Linked DNA regions of Mus musculus: regions 2, 3, 4, 5, 6 and 7 are each linked to region 1. A link is a contact called in public capture Hi-C and promoter capture Hi-C data. All regions are on one chromosome and are shown on one strand. Each heading gives the region's core, a stretch centred on a gene start, on an enhancer-like site or on the middle of the called end of the contact. The rest is flanking DNA. Distances are from core to core; before and after follow the strand shown.

What was found. Promoter capture Hi-C pulls out the DNA fragments that hold promoters and counts their contacts. Capture Hi-C pulls out chosen DNA fragments and counts their contacts.
Region 2: a contact with region 1 is called in a promoter capture Hi-C map of neutrophils, with 3 times the contacts expected there. The contact joins the promoter of Lamb2 here to the promoter of Ptpn23 in region 1. A contact is called at or near these places in 4 of 39 promoter capture datasets (hippocampal neurons, liver and neutrophils) and 1 of 9 other capture datasets (liver).
Region 3: a contact with region 1 is called in a promoter capture Hi-C map of liver, with 7 times the contacts expected there. The contact joins the promoter of Qrich1 here to the promoter of Ptpn23 in region 1. A contact is called at or near these places in 7 of 39 promoter capture datasets (the 3T3-L1 cell line, the C10 cell line, hippocampal neurons and 3 more).
Region 4: a promoter capture Hi-C map of hippocampal neurons shows a contact between it and region 1, with 4 times the contacts expected there. The contact joins the promoter of P4htm here to the promoter of Ptpn23 in region 1. A contact is called at or near these places in 4 of 39 promoter capture datasets (the 3T3-L1 cell line, hippocampal neurons, liver and 1 more).
Region 5: a contact with region 1 is called in a capture Hi-C map of embryonic stem cells, with 9 times the contacts expected there. The contact joins the promoter of Celsr3 here to the promoter of Ptpn23 in region 1. A contact is called at or near these places in 5 of 39 promoter capture datasets (the 3T3-L1 cell line, hematopoietic stem and progenitor cells, hippocampal neurons and 2 more), 1 of 115 datasets of contacts at active chromatin or transcription factors (embryonic forebrain) and 2 of 9 other capture datasets (embryonic stem cells and liver).
Region 6: a promoter capture Hi-C map of liver shows a contact between it and region 1, with 2.1 times the contacts expected there. The contact joins the promoter of Slc26a6 here to the promoter of Ptpn23 in region 1. A contact is called at or near these places in 5 of 39 promoter capture datasets (the 3T3-L1 cell line, hippocampal neurons, liver and 1 more).
Region 7: a capture Hi-C map of macrophages shows a contact between it and region 1, with 5 times the contacts expected there. The contact joins the promoter of Tmem89 here to the promoter of Ptpn23 in region 1. A contact is called at or near these places in 1 of 39 promoter capture datasets (hippocampal neurons) and 1 of 9 other capture datasets (macrophages).

What each region holds. Positions count from the first base shown.
Region 1 is chr9:110,406,882-110,409,514 of GRCm38.p6, reverse strand. It overlaps Ptpn23 (protein tyrosine phosphatase, non-receptor type 23), which reads left to right and starts at 1,305. Exons shown (of 25, transcript NM_001081043.1): 1 at 1,305-1,481. The coding sequence starts at 1,398.
Region 2 is chr9:108,478,540-108,481,172 of GRCm38.p6, reverse strand. Lamb2 (laminin, beta 2) reads right to left here and starts at 1,311. Exons shown (of 33, transcript NM_008483.3): 1 at 1,199-1,311; 2 at 1,030-1,115; 3 at 723-895; 4 at 500-635; 5 at 344-417. The coding sequence starts at 1,114.
Region 3 is chr9:108,515,766-108,518,398 of GRCm38.p6, reverse strand. It overlaps Qrich1 (glutamine-rich 1), which reads right to left and starts at 1,312. Exons shown (of 10, transcript NM_175143.5): 1 at 1,159-1,312. Qars (glutaminyl-tRNA synthetase) reads right to left here. Exons shown (of 24, transcript NM_133794.2): 24 at 2,458-2,603. The coding sequence ends at 2,553.
Region 4 is chr9:108,596,310-108,598,942 of GRCm38.p6, reverse strand. It overlaps P4htm (prolyl 4-hydroxylase, transmembrane (endoplasmic reticulum)), which reads left to right and starts at 1,331. Exons shown (of 9, transcript NM_028944.4): 1 at 1,331-1,735; 2 at 1,963-2,044. The coding sequence starts at 1,379.
Region 5 is chr9:108,824,721-108,827,353 of GRCm38.p6, reverse strand. Celsr3 (cadherin, EGF LAG seven-pass G-type receptor 3) reads right to left here and starts at 1,309. Exons shown (of 36, transcript NM_001359572.1): 1 at 1-1,309. The coding sequence starts at 1,034. It overlaps Gm35025 (a long non-coding RNA gene), which reads left to right and starts at 1,234. Exons shown (of 2, transcript XR_871161.3): 1 at 1,234-2,633.
Region 6 is chr9:108,852,725-108,855,357 of GRCm38.p6, reverse strand. Slc26a6 (solute carrier family 26, member 6) reads right to left here and starts at 1,315. Exons shown (of 20, transcript NM_134420.4): 1 at 524-1,315. It overlaps Celsr3 (cadherin, EGF LAG seven-pass G-type receptor 3), which reads right to left. Exons shown (of 36, transcript NM_001359572.1): 36 at 2,389-2,633.
Region 7 is chr9:108,913,301-108,915,933 of GRCm38.p6, reverse strand. Tmem89 (transmembrane protein 89) reads right to left here and starts at 1,315. Exons shown (of 2, transcript NM_027066.1): 1 at 977-1,315; 2 at 371-569. The coding sequence starts at 1,300. The coding sequence ends at 384.

The DNA.
Region 1 (2,633 bases), core at 56-2,555:
ACTGCTGGGAACTGCCATGTAGATGCTGAAAATCAAAGCCAGGTCCTCTGGAAGAGCAGCCAGTGTTCTTAACAACCAACCCACCTCTCTAGACCCTAACATACTTTTAGTATGGAAATGTCTGTTACTTCTACAAAGAGGACGTGGGCCCTACCTGGGTCGGGGAAACCCGTCTTGTGAATCCAGAGTCTTTATTCTCGGGCTCTACATTGCCTCTAAATGCATCTGTCCTCATCTTCACACAAACTAGACCTGAAGTCTTGCGCTCCCTTCTACATGTTCCTCCCAATTTCCTCATGTCAGGTAACAGCCTGTCAGCTATCCACCTAAACCAGGCAGAAACTTGGAAATCAACTTTGATCTCATTCCCTAACATGTACCCACCCCAACTTAGGATACTTTTTTTTCAAAATAGTTCTCAGATGTTCCTCAAAGTGCATTATCTACCCACTTTTTTTTTTAAAGCCTTTTTCACCCAAAGCCACAATCACCGGTCTCCTAGAAGACTACAAAAGGTCACTCACTACTTTCTCCGTTTCCTTATTTTTAAAATTTGTTTGAGACAACGTATTGTTATGTTGCCCAGTCCAGCCTTGAAATGACCTAGTCTCTTCCCTCAATCTCCGGGGTGTCTCCATTATTTATGTCTAAAATTTAACAATACACACAACACAGCTTTAAAATTCCTGTTTCACAGGTGTCTCCAGAGACAAATGCTCGTCGCTGTATAGTTCCTTCCAGAGTCGCAGTCTTCTTAGGTGTTAACTTGGCTGTTCAATGTATCCTACTAAAAATCAAGAACTCCTCAGGCTGCAGAGGGTGGTGGTGTGGAGCAGTGTTCCTGCCCCCTCAACCGCGGACAGAAGGAATCCCTTGGCACTTTTAGCCTGAGTTCCATCCCGCCATACAGTTTGCATAGCTCATGGCTGTCTTCACAACCCCTCTCCCTAACATCACACTAGTCGTTCTCTATGCAGCACTAGTCCCCATCCTTCACCGCTCTCAAGATTTGGGAATTACAAATTCATGGGTGAGTTTTTGAAGGGCCCCCCCGGGAGGAAGAAGAACGTTACGCAAACCAGAAAATCCCAGCAAAGCCTCAAGCTTAGTGGAGGAGATCACTATTCCCAGAAGCCCCTTCACCGTGGATTGGGTCGTCTCTCCACCCAAGACCCTTCGCGCGAGAAGACCGAGCATGCGCGAAGAGGTGTGCGCATGTGCAAAAAGACTACCGGGGTGGGGGGGCCGGACTGCACCTCCCAACAGGCTGCGGGGGGAGTGCGTCACTCCGCGTGACGAGCAGCTTCCGGCGTGGAGGGGCGGGGTTGCGCGCGCGGCTGAAGCAGCTGCTGGACCTGGGAGGGGAGCGGCCCTAGGGCCGCTAGGCGCTACCCGCGATGGAGGCCGTGCCCCGGATGCCCATGATCTGGCTGGACCTGAAGGAGGCCGGTGACTTTCACTTCCAGTCTGCGGTGAAGAAGGTGAGCACACCTTCGCCGCGCATCTCCGTCGTCTGCCCGCGCGTGACGCCCCCCCTGCGCGCCTGTCCCTCCCCGGGTTCCGTCACAGGTCGGGCCAGGCGTTTTCCCTTAGGATGGCCCACCCCTCCCCGGCCGGCACATCATCGTTTTCTCCGACTGGCAGTGCATCATTATGGGGACCCTCTTCCGGACTTCTGTCCCAGACCACCCGCGTTTCTACCGAGGTTCAGCGCTTCCTTGCGATGACGCTCCTGGACCCAGCTCTGCCCTGTTCCTCCATGTCCAGGGAGCCCCCGCGGGGAGCGATGGCGGTCCAGGGTCTACGGAGTCCATGCTAGGCCCGGGCCTTGGTGGCCTCCCAGTTCAAGACTGGACTAGGAAAGAATGTGTGTTTAAGACCGGAGCCCGAGTGGTCCATAGGAATGTCTGGCTCTTAGAGTGTGTGACTGAGTGTGTGTCTGTGTGCAGTTGGATGTCTGACCCTCCAATTCTCTATGGTCTCCTGACAAAATTTCTGTTCCAAAGTTCCTTTGAACCAAAAAGACAGTTTCTTGTTGATGATTAGAGGGCTTGAATCACGCTAGGGCTCTTGGCATCCTATGAGTCATTGTGCTGGCTAGAGCAGTCGTTTGGAGCTCACTGAGGCAAGGGGTTTCCGTGGTGAGATCAGGTGTGGTGATGTGGAACTGGGTAACCTCCGAGAGGGCCGTAGCAGCAGTGGGCAGGTGGGGAGCTGGGAGGAGTCTTGGGGATTTAGCACAGCAGCGGTTGGAGTAGACAGTCTAGAATCCTTTACCACTCCGTGGTATTTAGGGAAAGGAGGAGAAAGAAAATGGGTTTGGAAGTAGTTTCCGATGGACTTGCCTCCTGGATTCTCTTCATATCACCACTTCCTCTGATCAGGCCCTACTTGCTTGAGGATAGGGTGAGGTGCATTCAGGTGCCGGGTGTGTGGATGTGGTGGTGGTCCAAGCTGTGAGTATCAGACCCAGACAGAGCCTGGCACAAGAAGCTAGGCAGGTGCTCTTCCACAGAGATATATGCCCCCAGCCCAGACTCCTTTCCCCACCTGTAAGACCAGCGTAGTAAGCCAATTGATCTAAATTTACAGACTTTTGTTAATTCTTTACCATCTTCTCTTTTTTTGTTTGT
Region 2 (2,633 bases), core at 62-2,561, 1.9 Mb after region 1:
TACGGAGAGCTCTGCTTAGTCATGATCACTGCTGAGCATCTCAGACACATGGGAAAGACTAGGAAAGCCAGACCATGATCAGACCAGGGAGGACAGCCACCTCTGACAGGCAGGTTAAAATACCACGAGACCCAGAGAGACTGTATCTGACTTAGCCTAGGAATGGGGCACAAGAGAGCATGTGCAGAGGTGTTCAACTATGGAAGCCATGCAGGACGTGACCATGCTTCACACATAGAGCACAACACAGGAGCTCAGGGAAGCTTCGTTGTAGAGCTAGGACTCTGTTAGGGGGTACTGAGAAGCAAAGCAAAATCAGGCGGGTTCGCTGACGCGCAGGCACCTTGAACGTCATAATGAGGTGGGTGAAATGAAACTCAGCTTCCAGGTCCAGTTGGATGGTGACCATTGGAACCCCTGCAGCAGGAATAGGGGGTCAAGGTTCTGCGGTTACTGGTTACAAGCCCTAGTCATCCTGATGACCTACTCAGGGGCTCACCGTTCTCCGATTGCCACCAGGCTGTCCGGCGTTGTGGCGCAAAGCTGGTGACTACATTCTGGATCCGATGACTATTTGGGTTGTCTCGAGCAGAGAAGGGACGTCGGGAGTCACACAGGAAACACTTCTTTTCGTCCTGGATTGGGTGGAGTGTAGGATAGGTACCTTAGCTGGGGCCGACCCCACCCTGACCCAGCCCTCTCCTCTGGGGCCCCAGAAGCACCTGCAGGTGACTGACAATACAGTAGGGTTGAGGGCTATGCAAGCCACACGTGGATGAGGCCGTCAGTCTGTCCGCACGGCCCACCAACAGGTCACCGGTGGCTGGATAGCAGCTTCCTCGAGAACAGCCAGGTACATCCAAGGACGGGGCCTGGGCCAATGTGGCAGCCAGCACTGAGGACAGTGGGTCAATCAGCTCAGCAGGACTCCTGGTGACTAGCCCCATCCCTTGGGCCCCTGGGAACAGCCTGCCACCCCTGGACCTACCATCACATCCCACAACCTTAGGCCTCACCAGGCCCCCTCACCACTTAGAAGTAGGCCCAAGCGAAGTTCCCATGGCAAAGGCTGTCCCTGCCTGCCCCTCCCTGGTTCTCCTGAGGCCCACTCCATCCTGAAGAAAAGTAAAATAGAGATAAAGAGAGATAAAGAGTCCACAGACGAAAGCCCACCACCTCCCTTGGGGCTGATGCTGACCCGACCGTGTGGGTACTGGGCTGGTGTCCCTCCAGGCCCTCAATCTGTCCAGGGTCGGACCTAGCAGTCACTCCTCCACAATCTGAGAGACTCTGACGACTTTGAGTAAAGTTGGAAAGCAAGGGAAGGAAGTAAAACACGGAGTGGATCTAAAATAGGATTATAACTGAGGATAGCACCCCACCCCCTACCATACCCCTGCCCGCTGCAGACAACCCTCATCCTAAGAACCAGACTTTGGTTACTTCATCCACTTTCTTTTTAAGCTGAAGTTTATTTAGCAGATGTGTACTTAGCAAAGAAGCAGCTTAGTTCGAGGAACTAAAAGGGAGCATCCAAAAAGAAATTAGAGTAGGCTGCTCAAAGACAGAGCATCCTGGTCCACATATCTTCATCGGATCCCTTAAGTCCCGATGTGAACCAGGGGTTGCTGGCAAGCATGGCATTCAGGGGACAGGAAGAGGGCTCGTGGAGTTGGCGGGTGGCAGAGGTAAATCGAGAGGTTTGTGATCTTTGTGTATCAGGAAGGCAGATGGAAGGAGCTTATGGCCTTTGTCCTGGTGTCACTATGGAAACCACAAATCAGCCGCGGGGCTCCCAGGGTTACAGCATCAGTCGGGAGATGGATGGGAAAGGTGCAAGCTAGAATTCTATTGTACCTGTGGAAAGGTTTAGGACGCCCCAAAGGATAGACTAGGACTGAGCTCTCGGAGATACTGGAAAGGCCACGCACTACTGCCTGAAACAGAACTCCGAGGAACTCGACCGTCCATAAGCACTCCAGCAAATGGGTTGCGAGAAAGGTTGCCTGTTTCCTGATTAAAATGGGCTGTGGCTACTCAGTTACCCAGAGGATGGGTTCTGGGTGACAGACTCTGGACCACCAGCAACAAGTGAATCCGAATCTTGTGACTATTTATCCACGCCGGACTTTCCAGTCGCCTGGCAGCCCGGGAGCGGAGGGTTGGAATGCGCGCACCCACTAGGCGCGCGCCCCACCCAGACCCCTGGGACTTCAGGCGGGAAGAGGGTGGGTTCAGGTCCGTACGGCTTGCTTTGAGTGCCACCGCTATGAACAGACTGCTGGAGATCAAGCAAAGATTACTGGAAGCTGCAGGCGCCTGTGGGAAAGCTGAAAGTTCAGAGGAAACTTTCCGCCTCACAAAGGAGGATGGGGGCGGGGCAGTCAATCCGCTGATTTTCCCTGTCACTAGAGTAGACTCTCCTGTCACCTAGAGGAGTCCTGTGAGCAATCTAGGGAAGCTCTGGTATGCTAGAGGTGATAGGTCAGAATTTTAGATCACTCGATAAAGGGGCAGGATGGGGCTAAGGGCATTAGAGGGAGTTACATGATAGTTCTAGTCTCAAGGTTAGACGGCCAATGAGGGACATCATAGAGTCATATTTATTTATTTATTTATTTAGAGACAGGGTT
Region 3 (2,633 bases), core at 63-2,562, 1.9 Mb after region 1:
CATTTTAGAAATTACAAAGAAAAAAACCGGCAAAGCATTGATCAAGTTAATCAAGGTTAAGAAACAGCCCTTATCAAGAACAGAAAGGCAAGCCCCTCCCACCCACGCGGAGGTGGAAAAAAAAAAGGGGGGGGGGAGGCTGCATTTAAGTGAGGATTTAAAGCGGAATTTTAGAGCTCCGAGAGTTTGATACCATATACAGAGGAGGATCTCTTTCCGGAGCGCACAGAGGTGACGTGTATCAACTGCGCTTATGGAAGAATCGGTTCTAATGGAAGAAAAGCGGGGCCTGGTAATGGTAACCTTCTCTCCTCAGCACAAAGCACCAGTACAAGGTGAGGAAACCCATGGGGACCCAATGCCCTCTCCGGCCAGCAGGACTCGGTTTCCCAAGCAGAGCAGCACCCTCCCCAAGCACCCACCCAGTCCTTGGGCCTCGCTTAAGTAACAGCATTCTTCAGTTAGTACGAGCACTCCTGTCCGCCTCCCGGAGGAGCGGAGCCGCAAGCCAGACCGCAAAGCCGCTATGTTTCTCCGCAGACCTAGGCCACCGCTGCCCCGGACGTCACGAGGACAAGGGCCCAACCCTCAACCTTCCCCAGTCGGCAGGTCGGTCGTCCGCCAGGCCGCTCGCCCGCCCGCCCGTCTGCCCTCCTCTTGGAAGGGGCGTCCGGCGCGCACTCCGGACAGCGTGAGCGACCAACAGCAGGGCGCGCGCCGCAAAACCGGGGGGTCGCGGGGTGGCGCGCGCCCCGGAAGCCGTTCTAGCCCACGGGCCACAGCTGAGAGCCAACGGGGACGCGCACGTCGGGCGGCTACGCGCAACGAGAGGACCGCACAGCGCGCACGATAACGCACGCGCGCGCGCAGAAAAATGAGAAAAAAAAAAAAAAGAAAAAAAAAAGCCACGCTCGTGCGCGCGCGCCTCCGCGCGCCCCCGTGCGCCGCGCCCACCCGCCCCTCAGGCCCGCCCCTCCCCCACCCGTGGGGCGGAGGCTCGCGAGCCGAGGGACGTTCTCCGCTCTGAAGCCGCCCTGAGGTCGCCTGGGCCCAGCGGCAGCGGCCCGCCCGCCCCCGCCCGCCCGCCGTTGTGTAGGGTGGGCCTGCCGCCTTCGAGCCAGAGCCTTGCTGCGTCCCCGCCCTCACCAGAGCCCTCACCCGGCGACGTCACCGCCGCCGCTGCCTCCGTTCTACCCGCCGGCCCCGCTTCACCGCCCGGGGCCTCGGTTCTGCCGTCGCCGCTCCGAGACCGACAGGATTTTCTCCTCACAGCTCCCTGGGCGCCATCTTACATTCAGCCCTCACGGCCAATGGGAGCCGAAGGCCCTTCTCGCGAGAACCGGAGCGTCGGATCCCGCGAGAGCTGCCTGCCAGGCTTAAAGGGAACGCTGCAGCCACAGAGGGAACCGGTTGGAGTGGAGAGCGTACCCCTCGTTGTGGGAAGGAGCGCCACGCCCATGGGCACCCCTCCATGCGGGGCGGGGCTTAGGCCCGGGGTTCAGCATCCAGGGGTATTTTGCCCCTGCCCTGGGTCTGAAAGCATGCTTTTTGAAGCCACCTACGGTGTCCCGCTAGCGCCTCCTCTAGTTGCACAGTTCCACGCGAGGCGGGGCCGGGCCTAGCTCGGCCTCGTGGTTAAGGTGGCCCCCTTTCAAACCCCTGAACTGGGCGCAGCTTTAACCATTGTGCCGCGCCTGGGAAGCGCTCGGGGCGTTAGTGCACGGGAGAAAACAGCTTCAGGAACCCCCAGCACCACCTCTCATCTGAGATCGCTTTGCCACAGTCAGGTCCACCTTAAAGCAGGCCTTGGGTAGCCTAGTGTTTGTATACAGGGAAAATGTGGAAGGCTTTAAAGCTGCAGGCACTCACCTACAGCCTCACCAGAAGCTCCCAGCAACCCAGGGGGCCCTCAGTCTGGGGCAAACCTTAGTGCCTTCTGCACTTGTTCCTGTCCTAGCAAACTCTAATCTTCAAATTCTTCAGAAGTCAATTTCTGAGACGGGGTCCAATCCAAGGGCCAGCATAGCCAGGAATCTCATCTCAGCACCGTATAGACATCCAGGGAGTTTGCTGGGGTCCCCAAACTGGAAAGGCCACAACAGCATTCATGATTTATCTCACTATGCTTAAATAGTTGACAGGGCTTTTTTCTAAATGATCACACGGGGGGTCATGTGTCTCTTGATCTCTAGCCACAAAGACACAAACCTAGATCCCTCCATAGGACTGGTGACTGTGCAACAGCATCTCTGGGGTTCTCAGGTTTATCATAGTAAGTGCTGAGCTAATTCCAGCCATGCACCTGCCTTTGAGAACCAAGTGCAGTAGTGACTTTGTGGCTGGCTCTTTTCTGGGGAAGTGCATTCTTCCAGAAGACATATGAGACCCACCACTGCCAGCTAACAAACTATTTCTCCAGGGTCCTCAGATATTAGAAAGGCAGACAACAGAGAGACGCCAGAGGGATTTAGTTATTCTTTATTGAAACGGAGTGTGGAGTGCTGAAGGGCACCCCCAGCCTCCAGGATGAGGTAGGGCCACATGTATTCAGTTCATATTTTGCCTGGGTCTTCTTTTAGTGTGACAGTTCGGTTGAAGACAATCTGAAAGGCAGTAGAAGAAAAATGACCAAC
Region 4 (2,633 bases), core at 82-2,581, 1.8 Mb after region 1:
GGGCACCCTGGGCAGCCTCTCACCAAAGTCTGACTTGCAGGATTCCCTCAGTGGTCCAGTCTGACTGCCGAAGGACCTTCAAGAATATCTTGAATATCTTGGTGCATACCTAGTAACTCCAGCATTTTAAAATATATATATTCAGACACTCCAGAAGAGGGTATCAGATCTCATTACTGATGGTTGTGAGCCACCATGTGGTTGCTGGGATTTGAACTCAGGACCTTCGGAAGAGCAATCAGTACTCTTAACCACTGAGCCATCTCTCCAGCCCTAACTTCAGCATCTGAGAGGTGGAGGCAGGAGAATAAATTTATCCTCTGCTCCTTTCAAGTTTGATGAGCAAGCCTGAACTATATGAGACCCTGTCTGGGTTGGTTTTTGTTTTGGGGTGTTTTTTTTGTTTTTTTGTTTTTGGTTTTTTTTTTGGTTTGGTTTGGTTTTTTGTTTGTGTGTATTGTTTAAAAACAATTTAATAATAAGCCGGGTGTAGTGGTGCATGCCTTTAATCCCAGCACTCGGGAGGCAAGAGGCAGGGGGATTTCTGAGTTTGAGGCCAGCCTGGTCTACAAAGTGAGTTCCAGGACAGCCAGGGCTACATAGGGAAACCTTGTCTCGAAAAAACAAAACAAAACAAAACAAACAAACAAACAAAAAACAACAAGAAAAAAATTTTAATAAAAGCAAAAACGGAAGCTGGAGAGAGGCTCTTTAGCTAAGATCCATCTTGGAGAACACACCGGTTCTAGTCCCAGCACCAACATAGAGACTTAAAAACGTCTGTAAGTCTCTCCAGCTCCAACGCCCCTTCTGTCCTCATATACAGACATGCATGGAGTGCACATACCCATAAACAAACCACCCCATAGACATAAAATGTTTTAGTTAAATAAATCGAACTCGTGGGAACTGCTCTATAATCTCATCATCCAGTGTGCAGTCATTGGCCTCAGCATCCCACTATGTCGTATGTCCCATTTCTATCACTCTCTGACTCCCTTCTCCCAAGAGTGAGAAAATGCCCACTACACTTTCTGGGGCCGGGGGGGGGGGGGGGGGGCGTCTTCTCCCGGGAACCAAGAAACTACTAGTTGCAATGGTGTCTGTCCTAACGGTGCTCCGCTGATGTGCCTCCATGTTTGTGGATGGCCTTCTGCACTGGAGTATATACAGCTCCATAAACGACCAGCCGGGTGTGAGCGAGGTCCCAGGATCTCAGTATGGACCGATGGGTGCGGCTCCGTGTAGGCACAGCATCCCGGAGCACCGTCTCCTAGTGACCGCCGGGCGCGCTGACTCTGCCGTCCGGGTCCCAGCGACTGCGCAACGCGAGCACCCCCGCGGCCCCTCCCCTGGGCGCGCGCGCGACCTGGGCGCCATGGCGGCAGCGGTGGCGACCGTGCAGCGGCCTGAGGCTGAGACAGTCGAGGAGGCCTCAAATCTTCAGTGGCCGCTACCACCGGAGCATCGCCCTTCCGGGGCAGCGACCAGACCAGGCGATAGTGAAGACGCCCCGGTGCGGCCACTGTGCAAGCCGCGGGGCATCTGTTCCCGTGCCTACTTCTTGGTGCTGATGGTGTTCGTGCACCTGTACTTGGGCAACGTGCTGGCCCTGCTGCTCTTCGTGCACTACAGCAACGGAGACGAGAGCACAGACCCCGGACCCCAGCGCCGCGAGCAGAGCCCCCAGCCAGTGCCAACCTTGGGTCCCCTCACCCGGCTGGAGGGCATCAAGGTAAGAACATCCCCTCCTCTCCCGCCCCGAGCGGAGCTTCAAGCACTGCCAAGCCGAGCCAGAAGGAACCGTGGCTCAGCTCTGGGCCACCACGGTGCCCCACGCATCACTGTGTGCGGGTCACGCGCGCGCCTACTTACTTTGCTACTGTCGCTCCCTGACACGGGACTTTTTCTTGAGCAGTGCGGCCTGGCACACCAGCTGCCTGCTGTGTATTTTTCCTTTAGGTGGGATATGAGCGGAAAGTCCAGGTGGTCGCGGGCAGGGATCACTTCATCCGAACCCTCAGCCTCAAGCCGCTGCTTTTTGGTAAGTCTGCAGGACACTTCTGGGAAGGGCCGGGGAGGCTGCAGTGTCCACCCCAAGGCTTCTTTTGACCGTGTGTTTACTATTTTGAACATGGCTGCTTCGTAGATGCGCTCTCTGAATCCAGTTTACTAAAATAGAGCTTCCTTTTCCGTAACCGGACAGAGAGGTTCGTTTTCCACACTTCCCTCAGCGGACCCTTCCATCATAGGCTGGGCAGCACGACCCTGAGACAAATGTTCCAACTGTTTATTGAAGTTATCTTTGGGCAGTCTGTGCTACGAATCTATCACCTTCCAGATCAGGGCAGGGTGAGAGACTGATAACCAGGTGCCAGCTGACCCGGGGGCCTCTGGGGAGATCACATTCCCAAAGCTAATCCTGTGGTCTGATGAGAATCAGGCCGTCCATATTGGAATGAACTGACAACCCTCAAAGCCAGCGGCCCCCCCCCCCCCAGAGGGGCACCATTCAAAGGCCCAACTTCTTGCTTCCAGTATTCAAGATTCTTAGGACTCCTGTCTTTCACCCTTCATGGGCAGAGCCTATTAGGGTGACCCATTTTAGCCACATCACACACAGCTCCTGTTTT
Region 5 (2,633 bases), core at 60-2,559, 1.6 Mb after region 1:
GGGTCCGGGTCTTGTGCCACCACGCGCAGTACTGATGTGCCCGCTGCCTCATTTTCAGGTACCAGTGTCTGGTAGTTGTATTGAGGAAACTGCGGGTGGCGGTTTGCAGCACGACGAGGACGAGCCTGGTTAGTTGAGAGTATTTGCTTGGCTTCAGGACCAGTCGGAAACCCGGGAGGGCGCGGCCCAGGGCGCTCAAAGAGGAAACGGCGGCGGAAGAGACCGCGGGAGCGCATGCGCCCGGGAGCTGTCCGAGACTCGCGAGGTGCTGAACCCGGCGTAGGAGCTGTCCTCACAGCACGTGGTGCTGAATCCTCCCCCAGGCCAGATCCTAAAGAGCCGGGGAGGCAGTCCCGCCGAAAGGGTCCCCTGTCCACTGTGGAAGTCGCGGATCTCTCACCCTGACCCTTGTGTCCTGGCTCCCACAGCTTCCCGCAGCAGCGAGAGGTTTCCACTCTTTTGCGGATGCTTCTCCTAGCATTACGCTGGAAGGCCACTGGCCTGGAGCCATCAGGCTGAGCCAGAAGTTCTGAAGGGTGAGGAGAGCTGTTCCTCAGATCAGAATCCCCTGGGGACAGAGCATCGAGTGGCAGGCTACCTCTTCGTAAAGGCCCTGTCCGCCCACAAGAGGAGATCTCTGGGTGCCAACATAACAGATACCCTGGACCCTGACCTGCCTCTTGCTCGCGACTACCCAATGCCTGGACCACCACCTCCGCGTTTGGTTGCTCAGGGGCCCCTCGACCATTCCGGGCGTTTTGCCTACCTACTCGGAGCCTCATGAAGACAGGCTCCCTGACCCCCAGGCCAGGATCTCCATCTTCCCAGACGCCGGGAGATTCGGGACAAAGAGCTACGGCTCCACTGCCGATTTGCGCTCTTGGCCCAGTAGTAGTAGCAACCCCTGGGTCCCAGTCCTGGTCCCCACCGCCCCCCAGCTCCTCCCGGCTAAAAGGGAACAAAGAGAGGAGAAGGAGCAGTAGTACCGGGGTCGACGGTCCCGGGAGACCCCACCATAGAGGCCGCCTCGCCATCACCCCCGCCTCCCGTCACGGCCTCCGCCGCCCCCCGCCCGGGTCCGGGCCTTGGGCCCGCCCCGCTGCTCTGGCCCCCTCCTGGGCCCCTGCCGCCGCCCCGGCCCTCCGCCCCTCTGCCCGTCGCTCCGCGCCGCCACTGCTCTCTGGGCACCATCTACTCCGCGGCCAGAGCCCCTTTGGCATACGGCCCCGGCTTTTGCCGCCCCCACCACAGCATCCCCGACGCCGCTGCCGCCTCCCGACGCTCCAACATGGCTCCCGGCCGCTCCGATGGTTTGCTCCACCTCCGCCCCGATGCCCCAAACCTGGTGGTACAGCCCGTCGCGCATGGCAGTTCTGGCGACTGAAGCCGTTACCGCCATCTTTATTGAGAACAGAAGTGCTGCCCACGGTGCTGAACGGAGCTGGGAGTTTCTCCGCTACTCTGCCACCGCCCTCCCTCTCATCCTAGTGCGCTATTCCAGCGTGGCTTCCTAGTCTTTCTTCAGACCGAGAATCTCGTCTCCCTTTAGAGCGCTAGTTCCGAGCCCTAACACCCATTTTGGTTTGAAAATGTGCTGTCATCGGTCTGGGAAGGGTTACCATATAGAATCCTGGGACTGTGAAAATAATGGCCAGACACCGGCCTGGTTCAAACAATAGCGTTAACTGTTTATTAACAAGTTTAACTTATGAGAAACATGTCGCAAAAATCTCCTTGTTTGCTCCTACAGAACAGGATCTGAAAACGACCCTTCTGAGACAGGAAGAGAAGCCAACTCTTCTCCGCCACGAGAGTCACTAGCGGTCTCCCAGACTTGGGAGAGACACCACGTCTCTCTAGGCTATGGTTCTTTCCAGTGTTCTGAGATGCCACGTGGAACCCAGGGTTGTACAACTGTGGACCCAGCTTCCTCAGATCTCCGCCCCCTCGCCTGCGACAACTGCATCCTTTAACCCCTTGAAGAACCCGACAGAAGCTCAGTTCTCCCTAGTCCTGGTCCAGTCTAGCTTTCCGTCCAACTCCTGGCACGCGCGCATCTCAACCAACCAATAGCTAGATGTGGCGCAACAGACGTCACAGAATCCTAGAGAAAGGCGGCGCATTCCAATTAGAGTGTCATTGTTTCTATTGGCACAATGGGAGACCCCGCCCCTCTCGGAGGACTCCATTGTATGCGGGAGGTAGGAGGGCCTCGCGGGTTCCACGCTAGCCAGCAGAAATAATCCAAAAGACGCGCTATATTGATCAGCCTCCAAACTTGGCATCGGTGATGAGCTGCAACGCAAGGTGCAGGGGACTCATTCATTCTGACACCGAGACAGGAGTCAGGCCTAGGACCCCAGAACATTGCCCTGGGTGCGGTTCCCCCGGCTGAGTGGTTACTACTTCAAACAGTCCAAGAACTCCTGGCCAAGACCTCTGGCCCGCCCCCAAATGGTAGCTATGACATCACCAGCAACCAATCAACGCATTCTCTCGCTCCTGGGTTTCTTTGCTTCGGGGAGGTTTGGCTCACTCGGGTTGCACTGGACGAGGCTGCTGTGATCTGACCCATGGGTATCAGCTGTAGTGTTTGGGGTCGTTAAGTCTTAAGACTCAAGTCAGAGTTCCGT
Region 6 (2,633 bases), core at 66-2,565, 1.6 Mb after region 1:
AGTTGACAGATAAGAACTAGCAAACCAGAGGTCTGTAAGCAATACTGCCCTCCAGTTTCAGGACAGGGTCCAGCAAGACTCCAGGGTCGAAGCTCTCACCTCCAGGGAGTTTTGACAGGCTCCCACTCGAAGTAGAGAGACTTCACCTGGGAACAGGAGCTTTTGGAAGCCAATCCAACCTGGAGGGAACTCTGCCCTGAAAGCTTTCACCAGCCAGGCAAGTTCTGACCGGGGGTGTGGGAATCTCTCATCGGGAGGCACTTCTCTGGAGAGGCACTTCTCTCGGAAGTGGGAGACTTTACCAGAGAATAGGATCTGAGGGGGTCTCTCAGAAGAAACTCTGATCTGGGGGGGGGGTGCCTCCATATGGAATGCAGCTCTCTATAAATATATTTCAGGGGAAACAAATTTGGAGTGGGCAGGGGGGAGGGGCTAGCCTGTGGGAAAGATATCACCTGTGAGTTCTGATCTAGGAGAGGCTATAACCAGGGGAGAGAATCCCACCAGAGGGGTAGGAACTCACCTGGGAAGACTCTCTAACCTGGGTATCCAATGGAGGAGGGAGCAGTGCAGACGCAAGGAAGATCTTCAGAGATTCTCTGCACCGCGGGCTCCAGGAGATCTCAGCGGCCCCTCTCCCCTCCTTCAAGATCTCTCAAGTCTTCTTAAAGGGCTCCCTCCCCTTACCAGGCGGCACGCGCCTTGGAGGGCGGAGCCTTGATGCTTGGCACCTCCCTTTGGGAGGGCACAAGGGCCGGCAGCGACAAATGTGAACAGTACCCTGCCGACTCAGGCCGCGGCTGGTCCACCGCCTGGCTAGAGCCTGTCTTGCAGCGGTTTCTCTCCCAGTCCCAACGCGCCCAGCTGGCACACCTCCCGTGCCAGGACTCCTCGGTAAGCAGCAACTTCCCTGCAGCGCCCTTATTAGCACTCCAGGGACGTTCAGTACAACCCTCAAGAGCTGGGGTCGCGCCAGAGCCCGCCCCCATCCCTCGCTGTTGATGGATAACCTCCTTCGGAAAATCGGCAAGGCGGTAAACTAAGGCTCCGCAGACGGGAAATGCCTGTCGGGGACTTGGAGGTTCCCTTCCTGAATTGACCCAGGCCGGGAGTCACAGAACTACTAGCGCTTCGCGGGCACGCGGAATTTGGGCAGCGCCCTGCAACTCACCGGACCCATCGGGAAGTCCCATGGCCCTCAGAGGGTAACTCGTGTACCGCTTTTCAAACAGCTCCCCCAGGAGGCCACTACCGGCTAGAAGGTGGCGCCAGGCCCAGAACTTGGCCGGCCGCAAGCTCCACCGCTAGGATGTGCAAGATCAGACCAATCAGAATTCTGGGGGTGGAATCCAAGTCATACTCTCTGGGCGGGGCGAGCCCGGAGAATAAAATTTTAACCCTTTCCTTCCCGTCGGCCTAGCTTCTGTCCCTGCCTGCGATTCTTGTTAACCTGCTGGGAGCTGGAGCATTCTGCTGAGACTGGAGGACTGGAACGAAGGCCCAGCGCTACGCTTGGCCAATGTTATGCCTCTGTGCCCTTAAGTGGCTGGACCTAATTGTATGCTTTGTAGAAGGTCCCCACTTTATGCAGAGGAGACATTCTTGACCGATCTGGATGCCTAGGTGTGCAACCAGGGGCCCCAGCCTCAACTGTGGGAGATCTAGGCCTGTAGGGTCTCTCAGGGACCACCAAGCTGTGAGTATCACCCTCAGATTTTTCCTTCTGAGACCTGGCACAGTGGTCCTCAAGACCAGCCCCACCCCACCTCCATTTCTTTTTTTCCAGACAAGTTTTCTCTGTTTAGCCTTGGCTGTCCTGGAACTCTCTGTAGACCAGACTTGTCTACAGAGATCCACCTGCCTCTGCCTAGTGAGTGCTGGGATTAAAGAAGAGATCAAAGGTATTTGTCACCATGGGTGGCTTCTTAAGCCCCCCCCCCCCCTTTCACTTTCACACCTGGCTGCCTAGACTGGAAATGGAGCACTCAGGATCCTTTCCAGGTCTGGAAGCTCTGGCCTGATCCAAGTGAGAAAAGACCAGTAAGGGCCAGAGTGTGGGTGGGTAAGCAGGAACTGAAGTGGGAACGCCTAGGTTTGGGGTGACTAATGGGCAGGGCCACAAATGTCAGCCTCTGGATATTAAGGAAACCCTCATATGACTGCCTAGACCAGGAAAGTGGCTTCTCTTGGCGCAGCTCCTGCGCTCCAACTTCAGGCTCCAGTCACAAGGTGAGAGGCCATATTTCAGAAAGAAATGGGAACCTGGTCCAAATCTCCCATGAAATGGGCTAAAAATAACTGGCTATTTTGGAGGGAGGAGAGCTCAGAGTCCTACAAAGGTCATCCTGGGTGAGTATTCTCAACAGCTGAGACAGAAAGAGGAACAAGTGTTTTCTATAGAAGTTTATTCCCAAAACAGAGCGCGGCTTCACGGAACAATTTACACAGACAGGAAAGAGGGCCACTGTTGGAAGGGGACCCCAGAGACGGGCATCTACAGAACCTAGGACATAGCAAGGACACTCTCCCAACCGACAGGCCTCTCAGCCCTTCAAGGGCAGGGGTCAGTCTGGGTAAAGAGAGCTGGGGACCTGGCTGGTGGGATTTGGCACAGGCAGTGAAGTGGGATTTTT
Region 7 (2,633 bases), core at 66-2,565, 1.5 Mb after region 1:
GAAACTTACCTTGCTTGCTCACACCACACTAATCTATAACAAGTTGCTTAGTTACAGATGTATGTGGGTTCTTGGGAATAATTTCTGGTTTTTTTTTTAACCTGTAATATGCAAAATGTTTTTTCATGTAAAGATATTGAGGAACCTACTGTTTTGTTTTGTTTTATAATCATTCACTAAAAGAAAAATAGAATGTAATCATATTATTTCTATACTGCTTAAAAGATTTTGCTGGGATATATAAGCTAGAGTAGAATTTTTTTTTTCACTGATCTCTTTTGTGGGACCAAAAAAGAAGAGCATTCCTATGCCCTGTCTCCGTTTACCCTGAACGTCAGAGCTGATCTTTGACAACAATCGGAGAAAGAGAAGCATATATTGGGTCACCCAGACTGAGGGGGGGACCCTTTTATTTGAATTTGTTGTTGGGAAGCCAGCCCCTGCAGGTGGCCCTCAATGTGGAGCAGGATGGCGTCCAGCATGTGAAGGACCCTGAGGACCAGCGTGCGGTCTGAGACAGTGGGCTGCTCTTTCCAGTGTTTGCCGGAGCTGGAGGTCACTGCTGGGAGCTGAAATATAGGACCAGTGTGAGGGTGGAGGAGGGCCAGGGACCAGCGTGAGAGTGGAGCTAGAGAGAAGGGATGTGGGGAAGTGTCAAAGAGGATGGGGGGACAGGGGAATAGGTCACTGGGTCTCCAGAGGCTAGGTGGCCCTGGGGCCCATGGTGGCTGGATGAAGAATGGGAATGGGGACAGATGGACCAGAGGACTAGTCCTAAGGAATGATAGGGATGGATTGGTTGTAGACATAGGTTCTGTGGAGATGCAAGAACAGGTCACAGGGAGGAGGACAGGATCAGACAGGAAGCCCACAGGCCCTAAGCCAGGGTGATAGGAAGAAGGTTGAGTGGGAGGCATGGCCCAGGGGGCATGAGCAGAAGCAGGAACTGCAGAGGACAGAGTGGAGCTGTGCTCACCTGACCCTTAGCAACCTTAGCTCGCCATCGGTGCACTATCACACGGCTGACAACCAGCAACATGGTGGTGGTGATTGTGACCCCAGCCACGGGGTAGATGCGATTTCCTCCCAGGCCCAACCAGTAGCCAGGGCAACCCAGACTGTTCTTGCAGCTATCCAGGCTATTTGGCTGGCAGCCCCAGATATCTGGGCTGTTTGGCTGGCAGCCCCAGGGCTGCAAGTCCAGCCCTACTTGGTACCAGAGGGGCCTAGACCAGCCTTGGCTAGGGACAGGCATCACCAACAGGAACAGCGATGGCACTAAGAGCAATGTGTACAGCATGACTGTTAACACTTCGAGGAGCCGGAACCCTGGTACCTTGGCAACGGGCAAACACCCCTCCCCCAAGAGCAGGCCCAGCTCTGAGGCAGCAGCAGGTTCCAGCTGGGCCCATGGCCTTTCAAAATACAGCTTGGCCAGATGATGGGAAGTGGGGAGATGGACTCCAACCCTCCTATCATCCTTCCCTAATCTAAGCACCCTGCTGCCTTTAGGGTCCAATGTTCTCCACTCGGCTAGCAACTGCCACGCTGGTAAAACAGAGCACAGGGAAGCTTCCGAAACCCAGCTCAGCTCCACTCTGCAAGCACTTCCAAGTGTGGCTTCCTTGAAGTTTTCTGCTGGCTGCTGTCCTTGCCTCACTCAGACCTCCCTCACCACCCTTCCTTGTGCTGAAAGAGCATGGCTTCCCTCCTAGAAAGTCACCTTTCCAAGGTTAGAGAGAGCCTCACATACTGCCGTCACCCCTCCATGACTACCTTGGTGGTAGAGTCCTTTCTCCTCTAGCATTGACCCCCACCCGATTTTCTTTAGAGCATTTCTGGCTACCTACATAATCATCTTTATTCTCAAACTATAAAAACATACCGGCTTCCTCCTAGAACCCATCCGAGGCCAGCCTGACAAGTTCTTGTTTGAGGTCTGCCTCTGGCTCCAGGTCTTCATTCAAACAATATTTACCGAGCACCCAGACCCAGTGCCAGAATGGAGCGTGACAGAACAGATGAACAAAAAGCACTGCCTTCCTCCTCTGCGTTTTGGCGGGAGCTCAGATGGCTTGTAAACACTCTGGTGCCAGACACGGGCAAAAGCCACGATAAATAGGCCCAGGCAAGGGTGCCTGGGTGATTTGGAGGTCAGGAAGCCTCTATCTACAGTTGGGAACTTGCCCGGTACCTAGCACCGCGCCTGGAGCGTACCTGATGAATAGTGAAGTTCATGAGTTCTGGGCAGGAAATGTGGGTATTGCATTCTCTGGGCATTCCCATGTGTAACCACCAGGCAACCCATGAGGCTACCCTCCCTTTTACTGCTTAGGAGCCCACTGCCCTATCCCTCCCATCACGGGGTCAGTGGCCCAAGGGACCAACTCATGTTGCTGTTTTATGCCTGAAGTCAGCCGCTTCTTGACTGACATGCTCTGCCGATCTCAGTGCTCTATGAGTAAGCAGTTCATAACCCTGACTTTTAAATCCAGCAGCAGACCATGTGAATGGCTCTGTTCTTTAGCTGGGAGCTCAGGGGTTCACGCCACATCTCTCAGAAACACCAACTTCACCCTGCCTCTTAACCGGGTTTATCCCCGAGAATGGCTCTGTCCTGATCTACAGTTTTG